4 separate regions of the Mus musculus genome follow, and all the other regions are linked to region 2. The links are chromatin contacts, called in public ChIA-PET, Hi-C and HiChIP or PLAC-seq maps. All regions are on one chromosome and are shown on one strand. Each heading gives the region's core, a stretch centred on a gene start, on an enhancer-like site or on the middle of the called end of the contact. The rest is flanking DNA. Distances are from core to core; before and after follow the strand shown. Region 1 has its middle 21 kb from the start of Olfml3. Region 2 holds the start of Syt6 (synaptotagmin VI). Region 3 holds the start of Olfml3 (olfactomedin-like 3). Region 4 has its middle 7.4 kb from the start of Gm25869.

What was found. A called contact is a pair of places that touch in the nucleus more often than the background predicts. ChIA-PET counts read pairs in DNA pulled down with a chosen protein or histone mark. HiChIP or PLAC-seq counts read pairs in DNA pulled down with a chosen protein or histone mark.
Region 1: an RNA polymerase II ChIA-PET map of memory CD8 T cells shows a contact between it and region 2, with 53 read pairs. The contact joins the enhancer-like site here to the promoter of Syt6 in region 2. A contact is called at or near these places in 5 of 39 promoter capture datasets (the 3T3-L1 cell line, cranial neural crest, hippocampal neurons and 1 more), 6 of 484 Hi-C or Micro-C datasets (the AML12 cell line, brown adipocytes, embryonic fibroblasts and 3 more), 10 of 115 datasets of contacts at active chromatin or transcription factors (craniofacial prominence, double positive thymocytes, embryonic forebrain and 6 more) and 2 of 9 other capture datasets (adipose tissue and embryonic stem cells).
Region 3: a contact with region 2 is called in an H3K4me3 HiChIP or PLAC-seq map of forebrain, with 5 times the contacts expected there. The contact joins the promoter of Olfml3 here to the promoter of Syt6 in region 2. A contact is called at or near these places in 16 of 39 promoter capture datasets (the 3T3-L1 cell line, HPC-7-derived erythroid cells, cranial neural crest and 8 more), 28 of 484 Hi-C or Micro-C datasets (the AtT-20 cell line, LSK cells, the N1E-115 cell line and 15 more), 25 of 115 datasets of contacts at active chromatin or transcription factors (the NIH/3T3 cell line, VIP interneurons, astrocytes and 16 more) and 3 of 9 other capture datasets (adipose tissue, liver and pancreatic islet).
Region 4: a Hi-C map of the N1E-115 cell line shows a contact between it and region 2, with 4 times the contacts expected there. The contact joins the enhancer-like site here to the promoter of Syt6 in region 2. A contact is called at or near these places in 2 of 39 promoter capture datasets (the 3T3-L1 cell line and embryonic stem cells), 3 of 484 Hi-C or Micro-C datasets (the N1E-115 cell line, cochlea and nephron progenitors) and 6 of 115 datasets of contacts at active chromatin or transcription factors (differentiating embryonic stem cells, embryonic forebrain, embryonic midbrain and 3 more).

What each region holds. Positions count from the first base shown.
Region 1 is chr3:103,715,283-103,718,799 of GRCm38.p6, reverse strand. No RefSeq gene overlaps it. Among named protein-coding and RNA genes, the nearest start is that of Olfml3, 21 kb to the left of the region's middle. Within about 2 kb of position 1,864, at least 97 of the 459 cell types and tissues checked have an H3K27ac peak or open chromatin away from gene starts, as enhancers often do. A contact at or near this core is called in adipose tissue, brown adipocytes, double positive thymocytes and 4 more, where this site is marked.
Region 2 is chr3:103,573,043-103,576,658 of GRCm38.p6, reverse strand. Syt6 (synaptotagmin VI) reads right to left here and starts at 1,414. Exons shown (of 8, transcript NM_018800.5): 1 at 1,119-1,414. The coding sequence starts at 1,281.
Region 3 is chr3:103,736,395-103,740,012 of GRCm38.p6, reverse strand. Olfml3 (olfactomedin-like 3) reads left to right here and starts at 2,012. Exons shown (of 3, transcript NM_133859.2): 1 at 2,012-2,191; 2 at 2,776-3,061; 3 at 3,350-3,618. The coding sequence starts at 2,078. Hipk1 (homeodomain interacting protein kinase 1) reads left to right here. Exons shown (of 16, transcript NM_010432.2): 16 at 1-198.
Region 4 is chr3:103,418,241-103,421,795 of GRCm38.p6, reverse strand. No RefSeq gene overlaps it. Among named protein-coding and RNA genes, the nearest start is that of Gm25869, 7.4 kb to the left of the region's middle. Within about 2 kb of position 1,890, at least 78 of the 459 cell types and tissues checked have an H3K27ac peak or open chromatin away from gene starts, as enhancers often do. A contact at or near this core is called in the N1E-115 cell line and embryonic stem cells, where this site is marked.

The DNA.
Region 1 (3,517 bases), core at 615-3,114, 140 kb before region 2:
GCATGCTCCAGGTTTCCTCTCTTGGAAGTCTTACTCATTGAAAATGGGAGCCCGTCTTCTCACTAACAGCTGGCCCGGCAAGGGACTCGTGTGTCAACAGTTTCACCCTGTGTTCACTTGGTGTCTGCCAGATCTAGTCTCTATTCAGGAGGCCATGGAATGAAAAGTTTGCTCTAAAAGTGTGTGTGTGTGTGTGTGTGTGTGTGTGTGTGTGTGTGTGTGTGAAATTGTCTGTCTTCCTAAAGATAGACAAGTTATTGCTTAAAAAAAAAAAAAACCCAGCCTACCTAATTAAAAATATAATACACACTAACTGTGAGGAATGTGAAAGAAGAAAAAAAAAAAATCACCCTCCCCTATGCAACCATAGGCCTTCCTGGTCATTTTATATTTATTTTTGTTTTATTTACATATATACCATTGGAAATATTCAGAAACAATATCTTGGAAGATGTTTTTAGATTTCTCTGTACTGTAGGAGAAAATTTCCCACATGGGTAATTTTTCTTCATGAGAGTTTTATGGCTGCATAAGACTCTCCTCTTACCCAGCAGCCCAGCCTGACTGTGGGCCATTTATGTTTATCGCAAACAGCACTCGGTATTAGTTACTTTTCTCAGAGTTGTGACCAAGTAGCCAGCCAGTGCAGCCTAGAGAAGGAAGGGTTTATCTTGGGTCGCATCCCAGAAGGGGAAGACATGATGGAGGGGTGGGGAGGAAGGGGAAGAGGGGGGACGTGGTGTCTGTAATCAGGAAAAAGACTTGAATGCCGGGCTCAGTTCACATGCTCCAGTTCATTGGTTCTGGGTTCCCAGCCAACAGAAAGGTGGTGCCCTCCTTTAACATGGACCCTCCTTTTCTCAAACCTCTCTGGAGACCTCTCCCGGACACACTCAAAGGTTTCTAGGTGATGGTGATTTCGTCAAGTTGTCAATGAGGACTGAGCATCACACACTGAAGAGAACACACGCATTCCAACACAACCCATCAGACTACCTTCTCAGGCTAGCTTCCTGGAAGTCTAGTTGAGCAAGGCCTCTGGCATATATTGTCTAGCTGCCCCCTGGAAACTTTCCGTTCACAGGAGGAAGGCAGCTGTGGTTCTCTGAGCTCTGCCTATCACCAACACTGCAGCAACTCTCCCTTTCAAAACTGATGGACTGTGCTGCGTCGTGGTGATTTAGAACACAACTAATTCCTCCACTAACCTCACAGTTTTCTGGGGGTGCTTTGGGCCTGGCCCGCCTCCAGTAGCGCTGTGAACCCGCAGTCTACAGATGAGCTCCCTAGAGCAGCTGCATTCCATTGCTGAGGGGAGAGCGACTCTGTGCCCTGCAGAGTCACCACCGGGTACATTCTAGAATGCTGGGCTTGGTTCACATCATTTCATTTTCTTCCTCTTCTTCTTTCTCGTGGTCTCCTGGGGTGAGAGAAATAGCATTCACGTTCTATAGCTTCTGTCAGCTGCATCTCCAGTGGAGAAAGAGCTTCAGGGAGGCGTCCTGAGGCAAGGCTGCTGCTGTCTCTCAGATTACTCCCACATGGCACTGGTCCCTGTTCATGTTTGCAGAATGAGTCTGCTCATTGCCCCATCATCATTTAGACTTGTTCTTAGGTTGTGGGGAAAGAGAATGGTGGGCAGCTAAGTTGTTTACTACAGAGACCTCTCTCTCCCCCTCTCCGTGTGTGTGTGTGTGTGTGTGTGTGTGTGTGTGTGTGTGTGTGTAGCTGCCGCATGCTACTTGTAGGGAGGGAGCTGCCCTAGGGATCTCTTTGAACCCAACAATGGAAATATCTGGATGGTTTGTTCTGGGTCTGTGTCCAGGGTGACTCCCAGAAGCTGGCTCCTGCTAGAGAAGAGGCGGCATGTGGTGAGAGGTTGGGCTGAGGCCTGGCATTACAGACAGACTATGTGCAAACCCCAAAGGAGCCTCGGGTTGCACAGAACTTCTTTTGCTACTGTGGTCCTGGGGCAGTGGTAGTGGGGGGATATAGACTCTCTTCCTGTTTAGCTGCTAGGTCTTCTCTGCTATGGCAGCCACCCCCCCCCTTTTTTTTTCTTTTTCTTTTTTTTCTTTCTTTCTTTTTTTTTTTTTTGCTGTGGTGATTTCTCCATCTGCTAAAGATGGAAGATTTCAGAGCTGGATTGTTTTCCCTGGACCAAATTTCTCTCTCTCTGCCCAGGAGGCCTCCCCTTGCCGCAGCCTGTTCCTCTCCATTGTGTGCAAAGCGCTGCTGGTTTCTGGGCTAGGGTGAAGCATGCATACAGCTGTGGGTTGGCTCCATTCCAGGCGAAGTCACCAGAGACAAAGCAGTGGCCTATGGCTCCTGCGGCCACCACGGAGGAACAAAAGGTTGAGGTCTCTGCCACCCACGAAGCCACATTAAGACTGCCTTCTGCAGGGACACTCAAGGCCAGTGAGGGCAAGAGCCTTCTGCCCCCATTCATCTTCCAGCTCGGTAAATGCAAGCTTCTGAGACTGGGGCCAGACAACACGTCTCAGGTTCTGCAAGTTCTCCAGAACTGCTTCAGTTTTTGACTTTGTGTGTGTGTGTGTGTGTGTGTGTGTGTGTGTGTGTGTGTGTGATATGCTGTGCAAAAATTCTTATACCATTTGTGCTGTGAAACTTACTGCTAGCCAAGGTTTCTGTATATGCATCCTTGGGGAACCTATGAAAAACTCCCTCTTTAAAAGGGCTGAATTTTACACAAGTGTGAGGAATATTCCACAGCGTTTCTAATGAGAACAACTCCCTTCACAGAGCTTTTCATCAGCAGCAAATGCTGTGCGGTGGCTCACTTCACTTCAATGGCACCAGAAGCTGGGCATCGCCATTGCCAGGACCATTTGGCAAAGTAGGGAAGAGAAGCTTAGAGGCCAAATGACTAACCAATGCCATGTGGGACAGTTATCCATGAGCAAAATGCCAATCTGAACCCAAAGCCTATGCATGCCCTTAGATTTATAAGAATTTCCCTTGAGAGGCTAGGCAGTGAAGAGACAAGAATTGAATGTGGTTATATAAATGAATGTCAATATATATCTATACAGGTATTGATATAGACATATAGACACATGTGTATATATTAGGCTATAGACCAGGAAGGGACTTCGCCTGCTCACACAGAATCAGCAAAGCCTGCCCGGAGGCTGTGAGTGGGGAGCACGCTTGTAACCACAGCACTGAGGACCTGAAGCGAGGGATCAGGAGCTCCAGGCCAGGCCAGGCTGTGTAACAAGACCCTGCTTCAGAAAAGACTAGACTGTGACAGTGGCCAGGGGAATGCATAAGCACAGGGGTGAGACCATCTTTAATGGTTTGGGTTTGCAGAGGTAAGAAAGAATTCCCTCCTAACGTGATATTTCATTGAGTTTCTAGTATGTTCTTGTATTGAGTGCTAGAGATACCAAGCAAAGGGTCTTATATTTCAAGAGCTCTTCCGGAGCAGGCTCACTAACCCATGAGACAAGCATAGAATGGGTGACCCTGCCTGAGGAGGCTCCTCTCCACCTGC
Region 2 (3,616 bases), core at 165-2,664:
AGAGCCCCAAGGAACTCCAGCGCTTGGGTCTCTGCAGGATCTCCCCACCCCCACGCCGCATTCGCTCCGGGCCGCAGGCTGCCCCCGGGCCCTTCCCTCCGAGGGGACACGACCCATACTTCCTCTGTCCTGTACCCTCCTAATTGCGGGACAAAGGATCCCGCTGCAGCAGGAGAGCTTGGCGGCAAAGACTGGTGCAGCAGGTACATACCCGGGCCGGTCGGCTGTCACGCCGCGGACACTCCCGCGGCTCCCGCCGCCAGGGCGCGACACGCCACCCCTCTTGTCGCGACTCCCGCGAGACGTCGCGGCTGCACGCAGGACCGGGTCCCCGAGGGGCTCGGGCTCAGGACTCACCCGGGCTCAGGAGCTGGACTCGGCTCGGGCTGCCGCCTAGACTTGGCGGCTGCCGGGGTTGCGTCCGGCGCAGGGTCCGCGGGGCCGGGGCAGGAGGTTCCCGCCTGGCAAAGTCGGTGAGAGGCACCGGCTCAGTTGAACACCCGCCCGGAGTCCGAGTGAGTCAGAGAGAGACCGAGGAAGCGAGTTATAGGGGTGCCGGGTGGGGGTGGGGGTACGCCACGACACTCTCCCCACCCCGCCCCCCGTCCCCCCTCCCCCCCGGCGAGACGCAGACAGCCACTCGCTGCTGAGAAACCTGGACACAAAGACCGCGTGCCAGCTGCAGGCGCAAGTTTTTCCCAAGCCCAGTGGCACCGCCAGCCTTTACCCAGTCACTAATGAGCCCTGGATCCTAGATCCTGAACCCTGGACAGCCCCCCACCCCCTGAAACACAGCTTTCCTCCGTGCCCAGGACGTCTCCATTCCCCTCACCCTGGCCAATCGCTCCTGGGATGAGCCCAAGACACAAGGGAAACTGAGGCCCCAAGGATGCCGCATCTCCGGGCTCTCATAATTAGTGACCTGGAAGGAGAAGGGTTCTCTCCTCTCAGGTCCTCTTCGAATCTCTCCCTGCGGGCGGTGAGCCAGGGAACTGACCCAGACTGGGACTCCGAGCTAGACTTCTGAGGTTCTGGGGCCCTTGGGCTGGTACCTTGGGCAGGGGAGGCCACTGAGAAGAGAAATCCAGGAGTGGAGAGGGACCTGGGTCTCCCAGTACCTGAGTCTGCCGCGCTTGGACTCTGCTCCGGGGACTGCAGCTCGAAGCTCCGACAAGTCTCAACGTCCAGCCCGAGAGGGGGCGGCCGGGCCCGGCACAGAGAAGCCAGGACCGCGAGCGCCGCCTGGCACCGAGGCCCTCCGGCCCCCCAAACCCCGCTCATGCCCCGGACACTCAGGCCAGCGGAGTAGTGGCTCGAACTCCAGCCGCGGCCGGACTGGGGCGGGGTAAGAAGGCCCCAAGAAGACCCTCCCCGCAGCGGCCCCCTGAGGCTCCGCTCTGCTTTTAATCACTTCCCCGCAGGGTCCCCGCCCCTCACGTGGCATCCCGCGGCAGCTGGCAAGTCTGGCGCCTCACGGCCGCCCCCTCCACACTCAGGGACTTGCCTGAGTCCGGGCAGGTTCCAACCCCGCTGTCCCACATCATGCAGGATCAAGGCCAACTGAGTCCTCACTGCGGATATGACCTTGGGCCTTTCTGGGACTCAGTTTTCCATTTCGTAAACGAGGTGTAATAATTACTGGTGCTCTATGAGCTCCCTGGGAATATATAGGTAGTGCTTGTGAAAACGTTGGGGAAACTGCCACATGCCAAACAAGTGGGCATCGCAATAACACAACATAAAAAGGAGTGGTCTGACTGTATGGCGGGAGGACCCTGCAAAGAGAGTTAACAGGAGAAGTTAGCCAGACTTTCCGGGTCTGGGCTTCGGAGATATAAGACCCCAAGACGGCAGAGCGAGGGGAACTGTAAAGAAGACTTTCAGAGCCCCGCAATCTTGCGGTCCGAGGCACCCGCACGTTGCTATGGCGACTGGAGGCAGCGGCCGTCTCTCTCCATGGCAACAGGAGGAGAAAGTTTCTGAATAGGAGTGGGGAGCATTTCAGAAAGGGGTTCGGTTCCCACCAGACCCACCTCCACGCATCAGACCAAACCCACCATAAATAATATATTTTTGTATGAAGCATATATAACAAGGACCAAAAAGACGGAAATCTAAATAGGAGGCTAGACTGTAAAAGGAGCTCCCCTCAGGAACTGTGAAGTGAGACTCAGAAGCAGGGTGGCTGTTAGTTTCGGGATGCTTTCACCCAGGCCTGGAAATCTAGGAGCCATTGCTAACAGACAGGAGAGCGACTCCCTTAAGGCCCTATCACAGTAGACTCCCACCCTTCACCTATCATCATTGTGTTGCCTTTCCGAAGTAGGATCTGGGAAAGAAACTTTAGCTGGAGCCCCTGCACCTGCAGCTACGGGGCTGGTGTGTGCAAGTGAGAGTGGTCAGGGAGGAGGGTCCTTCCTCCGAATACACGTTAATTGGAGGTGGCTTGGGCTGCGACTCAGGTTCCAGAGAGAGGAGATTTGGAGCGGTAGCTCCAGACGATCACCACCATGCACCATCTGTACCAGCCGCATCAACTGGCCCTTATAGTTGCAAACACGAGACAGACAGTGCCCAGGGTAGCAAGAGAAAGGCCTCAACCTAAGAGACCTCTTCTCTCAGCCTGGAGGTTCTCCTAACAGGCGCAGTGTCCCTGTCCGCGGTGCTGAAGATTCGGTTGGTATAATCAGCTTGTGCGCGCTGTGTTAGGGAAGAGTGGGGAGGGGCTATTATAGCGGGTTCGCAGCTTCCACCCGGGTCCCTAGAGCCTGCCATAGAGAAGTGTGGGAACTTGAGCGGAAGGGACTGAGGACGGCTTGATCCATGGTTCAATCCAGACCACCTTCCAGGCAGTGGTGCTGGATTGCTGTTCCAACAACAGGTAAGCTTCTGCCTCTCCACTTGCCTTCCACCCACCTGAGGAACCCAGACGCCCGATATCCTCCCCTCCATCACCAATGTAGATTTCAGCCCCGAGGAGAGTTCGGAGTTCCGAGGCCCCAGGCAACACTCTCATTAGCAGCTTCCCAAGCGGGGGTTTTGTGTTTATGTAAAACACAAATGGAGAGCTGCTCTCTGCTGGTGTTTATGGCAACTCTCACTCCGCGGCGATTTCTCCCTCCTCCTCTCGAGTTTCCTGGGAACATTAGCAGAACAAAGCGCCTTGTTTCCCTTTGCAAAGAATGGAAAAACAAAACAAAACAAAAACAAAAACAAAAAACGGGGACCACCTTTCCAAGGGCTCAGGTCTGCGACGCAGGGAAATCAATATTTTGCTTAACACTGAGTAGGGGAATTTGCCTCTCCACTGAAAGGGAAGGAGCCTGTTCGGAGCAGAGCAGGTGGCAGGAGCTGAGAATTAACGGATAATTTCTCATTGTTCCCGGATCCAACCTCCACACTCGGCAGGCAGCTCTGCGTCTCTGGCATTTCTCAAGCTAACAGAGCGAAAGAGGTTCTGCCCTGACAGGGCTGCAGGAAGAAACCTGAGCTCCAGGCTCCTAGGACATTTGGAGTGCCAGAGTAACTGCAGGAAAGAGACAGAGACACTGACAAGAGATAGAAGAGACGAGCACAGAGACAGTGGGTGTAGGAGATAAGAAAAACCAAGTCAGAT
Region 3 (3,618 bases), core at 763-3,262, 160 kb before region 2:
ATTTTAACAAAAGAAATAGCTATTTAAAATTTAATACTAACTATGGGAAAAGGGTCCATTGTGTAAAACATAGTTTATCTTTGGATTCGTTGTTGTCTTTGGTTTTACAAAGTAGCTTGTATTTTCAGTATTTTCTACATAATATGGTAAAAAAGTAGAGCAGTTGCAATGCATCAATAAAATGGGTAAATTTTCTGACTGTGGCTGGTTTCAATTCTGTGTTAGGACATGGAGGGGACTGACATGTGGCCTCTTTGAAGTGCCTAAGCATTCTGTTTGAACATGAGTAGAAAGAACACTGCTACATTAGAACATCTTTGTACACATTTCCATACTGGAAATGAATATAATTTTGTAGGAAGTATTTCCCTGACTCTGACCCCTTGAAAAGGCAGATGGCTTTTGAGATAAACTAATTAACATCATTTCCTAGCACATGACACCAAACATTCAAATCAGCACAGTGAAAATGAAACTTAGGGAAAGATATTTTTGTCTGTCTCCTTAGGCCCTGTTAGAGCTGTCACCTCTTTAGGGACAGCTCTGCGGTAATGCACCTGCTGCTCTTATGGAGGGTCTGGGTTCCATTCCCAGCACCCAGTCAGACCCCTCACAAGTGATTTCTAACTCCAGCTGCAGGGTGCATACCCACACAGACACATAATGAACTCTTAAAAACAAGAAGAACCTCTGATCCAATTTCTCTTGATTCCAAAGTGAACAAAATTTTCTCCTGAAAAGAAACTGGAATTTGTCTAGATTAATCACTGCAGGCCCCTTTGTAAATGCTGCATATTTGACTTCTTCTGATGTATGTTCCTGCCTAGCTCCCCTGTAGCTTTAGCTGGATAGAAAGGAGGAACATGGGCTGGAGAGAAGGCTTAGTAGTTGAGTGTACTGTTCTTTCAGAGGAGAGGGGCTCAGTGCTCAGGAACAATAGGCAGCGCACAATCTCCTAAAATTCAGCTCTGGAAGATCTGACGTCCTCGTCTGGTCCCCACGGATACCTGTATCCCATGCAGATACCTGTATACAGACACATAAAAGCATATGTAACTGAAAAACCAAATTTTTTTTTACTTAATTTTAAAGAAATGAGAGATACTTACAAATGCCCTACTGAACCATAACCAAGAAAGGCGATCAATAGTCTGTTCTCTCCCAGTGATAGGAAGGTCAGAATATATTTGTTTTCCTTTAGACTATGTTGTACATATTTTTTTTTTCAGGTTTCTCCCCTAAATCCATGAATGTAAACTAGCATGTCCTTGCTGCACCCTCCTATTTGGGAAATACCTGGAAAGTCATGTCAAGGATATTTAAGTCAGCTAGCTTAAAACAAAAACAAAAAACCCCACCTCCCATTTCTCAACAACCTCCAGTTTTGTTTCTATTCCTTTCCTTGGGCTAAATCAGAGATTTGGTACTCCATAGGGAGCCCTGTGATTTGGCTTGCTTAGGTTGAGATTCTCCACACGGTGAAGTCCTCGCCTGATTTCTTTGCCATGGGAGATGGCCCCAGAATGCTCAGCACAAGGTGGCGCCAATGAGCTATAGAAAGTTGACTTCCCTTTGCCCCAACCCCCATCCCCTCAAACCTCATCTCCTGTGTTTCTGGCTTCACTGAACAAGGCAGAAAATCCATTCTGTTATTTCTGGAGAAGGGATAGGTTAATGAAGGGTGCTGGGTTCTTACCGAGTCAGCACTGGAAGCCCTCTCCTAAAACGAATGGAGTTTGCTGAGTTTTCCGGGGGTCTCGGCTTCCTGCAACTTGCTCATTTTTCAGAAGGCCTCTGCCTCCAGATTGCCATCTCTCCCCTTTCCGGAGGAGCTCACAAGTCTAAGTTGCTGGTAGTTAAGGCTTCTGGCGACTGTGCAAAGGGGCCATCTGTGTTTGATCAGGCCAGGCGGGAAGGAGGGGGTGGGGGTTGTAAAGAGACTGAAAGCATTCCAGAGTAGTGAGAGACACCAGAGATGGGAAGGAGGAGGCCCCGCCCCCGCCCCGCCCCCAGAGCTAACGGGCTGGAGGGAAAGAGGCCGAATGCACACACTCCTCTGGCCCCACTTAAGGCTGCCATGGGGCCCAGTGCTCCTCTGCTGCTCCTCTTCTTTTTGTCATGGACGGGACCCCTTCAGGGACAGCAGCACCACCTTGTGGAGTACATGGAACGCCGACTAGCTGCCTTAGAGGTGAGGGACTTGTTTCTCTTCTCACCCAGGATGAGTCCACATCTATAGGTGCAACTAGCTGTCAGGGCTCTGGGAGTGACAAGATCGGGTTGTGTAAGAAGTCCTTAATGACGAGTAGCCTCTTAACTACAGACTTTTATTTCCCCAACATAAGACAATTGCCCAGCAAATAAACGCAACACGGCTCCCTCAGATTAGATGGAATAAGGGGGCAGGGGAAATGAGAGTCAGAATCGGGCTGCATCTATGCTGCTATACTGTTCAAGTTTCCCAGGCAATCTGCCTGCAACTTCCTGTCCGTTTCTTCCCCGCACCCCACATCTACTCCCTTTTGGACAATTTGAAGTCTGTAGCATCCTAATTTCCTGGAGGCTCAGATCACTGAGAACGCAAGGTGAAGGACTCTTATTCAGGCAAATTAAGCCAGGTTCCTCGGATGGGATGGTACCACTGACTAGTCTCCTCTGCTGTGGGAGCATGGCTGAGCTGGTCCCTTTCCTGGCCCTGACTCCCTGGCTGGGCCTCTGCTTGTCTGGGAGCTATAAACCTGCAACCCACCCTTCCTGACTCCCCGATCCCTTCAGGAACGGCTGGCCCAATGCCAGGATCAGAGTAGTCGGCATGCTGCCGAGCTTCGGGACTTCAAAAACAAGATGTTGCCTCTCCTGGAGGTGGCAGAGAAGGAGCGGGAGACCCTCAGAACTGAAGCAGACTCCATCTCAGGAAGAGTGGACCGTCTTGAAAGGGAGGTAGACTATCTGGAGACACAGAACCCAGCTTTGCCCTGTGTAGAGCTGGATGAGAAGGTGACTGGAGGTCCTGGAGCCAAAGGCAAGGGCCGAAGAAATGAGAAATACGATATGGTGACGGGTAAGTGATCTCACAGAGGTCCAGACAGTTTCAGAACTCCCCTTTCCTGCTTTTCTTCTTGTCCCAAGCCACCATAGCTCTATCTTTCAGAATGACACATTCATTGAGAGTTTCTAGAGGCCTGTCCTTTATCGGTACTCCATCTCTCAACCCTCCGTGAGTGGACACATGCACGGAAAAGTGTGTCTCTGTTCCCCAGGTGGCCCACTCTGGGGGAAGTTCCTGTTATACACATCTAACTCTTGGCCTCTGTTTCCTTCTCCTGTGCTTTCTCCTCTTCCCCACCAGACTGTAGCTACACAGTCGCTCAGGTGAGGTCAATGAAGATCCTGAAGCGGTTTGGTGGTTCAGTTGGCCTATGGACCAAGGATCCGCTGGGGCCAGCAGAGAAGATCTACGTGTTAGACGGCACCCAGAACGACACGGCTTTTGTCTTCCCAAGGCTGCGTGACTTCACCCTTGCCATGGCTGCCCGGAAAGCTTCCCGAATTCGGGTGCCCTTCCCCTGGGTAGGCACGGGGCAGCTGGTGTACGGTGGCTTCCTTTATTATGCTCGA
Region 4 (3,555 bases), core at 641-3,140, 160 kb after region 2:
CAAATAAGCCAATACATGTAGGATGTAAGTGGTCTGTCCTGAACAAAGAGAGCATCTTTAAGACCAAAACGCTCAGCTTGCATCGGCTTCCCCTGGTGGGGGCTCCGGTGTCACATTGATTTCGTCAGGATTATTGTTACAATAAAATACTCTGGCAGGAAAACTCATTCTTTTGGAAAAGAGTATGTGCCCTTTTAATATTTCATTCATGGTGTGCTTTTATAAGACAAATACAAGTCGAGGGTATAATTAAAACTCCTTCCAGCGAGGCGGCTGCGGTCCAGGGAGGAGGTCAGCACCTCCATTCTTCCGAGGTCCACGGTTGGCTGCTTGCCTGCCCTGCGGGCTCTATGATTTCCTGTCCCCCACGTGCTGGGCACAAATCAAATCATTTCCAATGACCCAATGTGAGTCTCTGCCACTCAAAGCTGAATGAAGAGACCAAACAGCATCAAGATGGGTCTCCAAAGAACCAGGGTTCCCAGGGGTTGCGTTTCTTGGAAAATATGAGGTTAGAAGGGCAATTGAATCCAGAGGGTGGTGTGGAAAATGGGGAAGCCGTCTGTGGGCCCTGAAGATGGTTCCTTCTTTATAAACAGAGATCTTGATTGTGTGAAAGCCACGCAAGGGCTTTTCAGCGAGATCTGTAAGCTCGGATGTGAGTGGGCATCTCTCCAGGGAGCGGTCTGCGTCCTGGAAATGGGGTGTTGCCTTAAATAGCGGGCAGACTTTCCTTTGGGTCAGCTAAGATCTGAGTGCTTGGAGCGGTTTCCAGTCCTACTGGATTCACAGTGTCCCCTGAAGCCCAGGGTAGAAATGTCAATCTTACTTCATTTCTGTTTCCCTAGACACCCTACTTTACACATGCACGCTAGCGGGGACACACACAGAGACACACAGTGCTGGCTCCTTCTCCCATCAATACAATGTATTCATAATTTCCCTCGTGCCTGCAAGCATTTGCATATCCTGCTGGCCCTGTCTGGAGTCTGCTTTCATCCACTGTTAACTGCAGGGGTTGGAGGGCTCACCACCATTCATCCTGAGTCCCAGCTTCCCCTGTTCAGAGAATCCTCCTTGACCTGACCTCAACTTCCACTGCCTCCATTCTCCTCGCTGATTCAGCTCCCACATTCTGTCTTCACAGCACCCAGCTTTGAGCACATTGTTTGCTTTTCCATCTTTTTCATTAAGAATCGAACTGCATGAGCCAACATATTTTTATCTTCTCTCTCTCTCTCTCTCTCTCTCTCTCTCTCTCTCTCTCACTCTCCCCCCAAAAACAATGGGAGCCATATGTTATCCCTTACTGTAGCTATTCAGAACCCCTGAGACTTCCCTACATGCAATATCTCCACACCCCCTTACTCTGCTGCCCTGAACTGAATACAGTACCTGGTACATAGGATGTAGTCAATTAAAGAGTCTGGAGTGTCAGTAAAGGATACATTGTTTCCTAAACAGTTCAAACCCTGCCTGGTTGTGTTTCTTTGCCATACCCTCAAACATATCCTGAGTGAGACATGACTTTAATGGCAGCTTGTTAACTCCTGAAGTCATCTGTGGTATGTTGAAGAGACAGGAAGGGCTAGATGGATTACAGACAAACCTCTCCAGCCCTCTGCTGGCAGCTGAGAAAGCAAGAATGCATGCAGGAACATGAGCAGGTCAAATCAGACAAGACAGATTCCTGCATGATTCTATGCCTTGATGCAGCTGGACAAAACAGCAGGTTTCCATCTTTGCTGCCCTGGATCTGTATTTATTGCCTGCTTCCCAGTCATGTTTCTCTATTGTCAAAAAAAGAGATTTGCCGGAGGCTGGCTCCCTTCCCATTAAGGTCACCAGAGAGCCACTGAATGCTGGGAAACAGTGGGCTCAGCACAATGTCAGGGAAGAGTTACTGAAAAGGAGCTCTGCGCTAGCGGGTCTGGCAGAGATCACACACAGAGAGGTCAGGGAGAAGTCACCACACAAAGGCAGGCAGACCAGACCCAGGAGACCTCCTCCTCCAGAGTTCTAGCAACTGACAAAGTCCTGTGACAGACCTCCCTAACTACAGCAGGACTCCCAGCCATTTTGATGACTCCCAGAAAATCACTTGAAAAAAATCCAACAAGAAATTCTTTCTATGATTAGGAAGAGATGGGGCGATCTGCAACCTGGAGGGCAACTTAAAGCCTCCAGAGCTGATCGCTCTCTCTCCAGAGCACAGCAGCCGCCTTAGAGACTCCATTTTCAAGAGGACTCTTGGGTCCTTCCTCTGGAAACATCCTTCTGTTTGTCAAAGGGCTCTTGTGTTACAGACACGCGGCTTCTCTGGTTAGGTCAGGAAGAAGGGAGACATCCAGGCAAGGAACTTAAACGTAAAGGGTCAGAAGAAACCTTTCTCACTTTGCTAAGGTGCCCAGAAGCCAGGCTCATGATTCCATTGTTCTGTCCTTCCTGTCTTGAACACAGTTAGGGCTCCCAGGTGCTAGAGAAGGTAGGGCCAATTCAGTCTTTTACATTTTGAGAACAGCAGGACAATAGAACTCAGTAAGTCCTCCTACCACACTCCAGAGAAGAGATGATGGACCAGTCATTGACTACTAATAACTGATGGCTTTCCTTTTCCAGGGACTGAATAGGGAGTCTGTGCAAGTCACTGCTTGGGTCTCCTCTTCTTCCTCACATCATAAAGTGGCACTCAGTAGTTCCCCAGGTCACTTCCAACCCACTGACTTCTGAGTGTTGGCTCTCTACAGAGACAATTTTTTTCCAACAATTTCCTTCCAATTTTTAATAAAAATCAATGACTTCATTGGTCTTAGAAATGCTACATGTAAGATATGTAAGCAAGCCAGGTGTGGTAGCGCACGCCTTTAGTCCCAGCACTTGGAAGGCAGAGGCAAGCCTGGTCTACAGAGTGAGTTCCAGGACAGCCAGGGCTATGCAGAAAAACCCTGTCTCAAAAAATCAACAAAACAAAACAAAACAAAACAAAACAAAACAAAACAAGATATGTAAGCAAAATCGAAAAGTATTAAAAGTAACTTTTAAAAATTTCATCCTGAGTCAGAGACATAACTAAATAGTAAAGGCACCCCCACCAAGCCAGATAACCCGGAGTCCCATCTCCATGACCCACAGTGATGGAAGGAGATAATGGCCTCTAAATACTGCCCTCTGACCTACACACACACACACACACACACACACACACACACACACACACACACACACACTTTGGTACCCATTTAAAAAAAAACAAATAGGTAAGTATTTTCAAAACTGTAATGTAAAAAATTAAATTAAAATTCATCCTATATTATATCTAGAAATACAATTAATATTTGTTAAACACCATCCTAGACACCTCTATGGATGTGTTATGACAAAAAAGGTAGGTAGATGGATGGAACTCATTTTACAGATATAGACTATGTGCTATTTTTGGTAAATAATAAACTGGGCAGTGGTGGTACACGCCTTTAATCTCAGTGCCTGGGAAGCAGAGGCAGCCTGAGTTCAAGGCCAGCCTGGTCTACAGAGTGAGTTTCATGACAGCCAGAG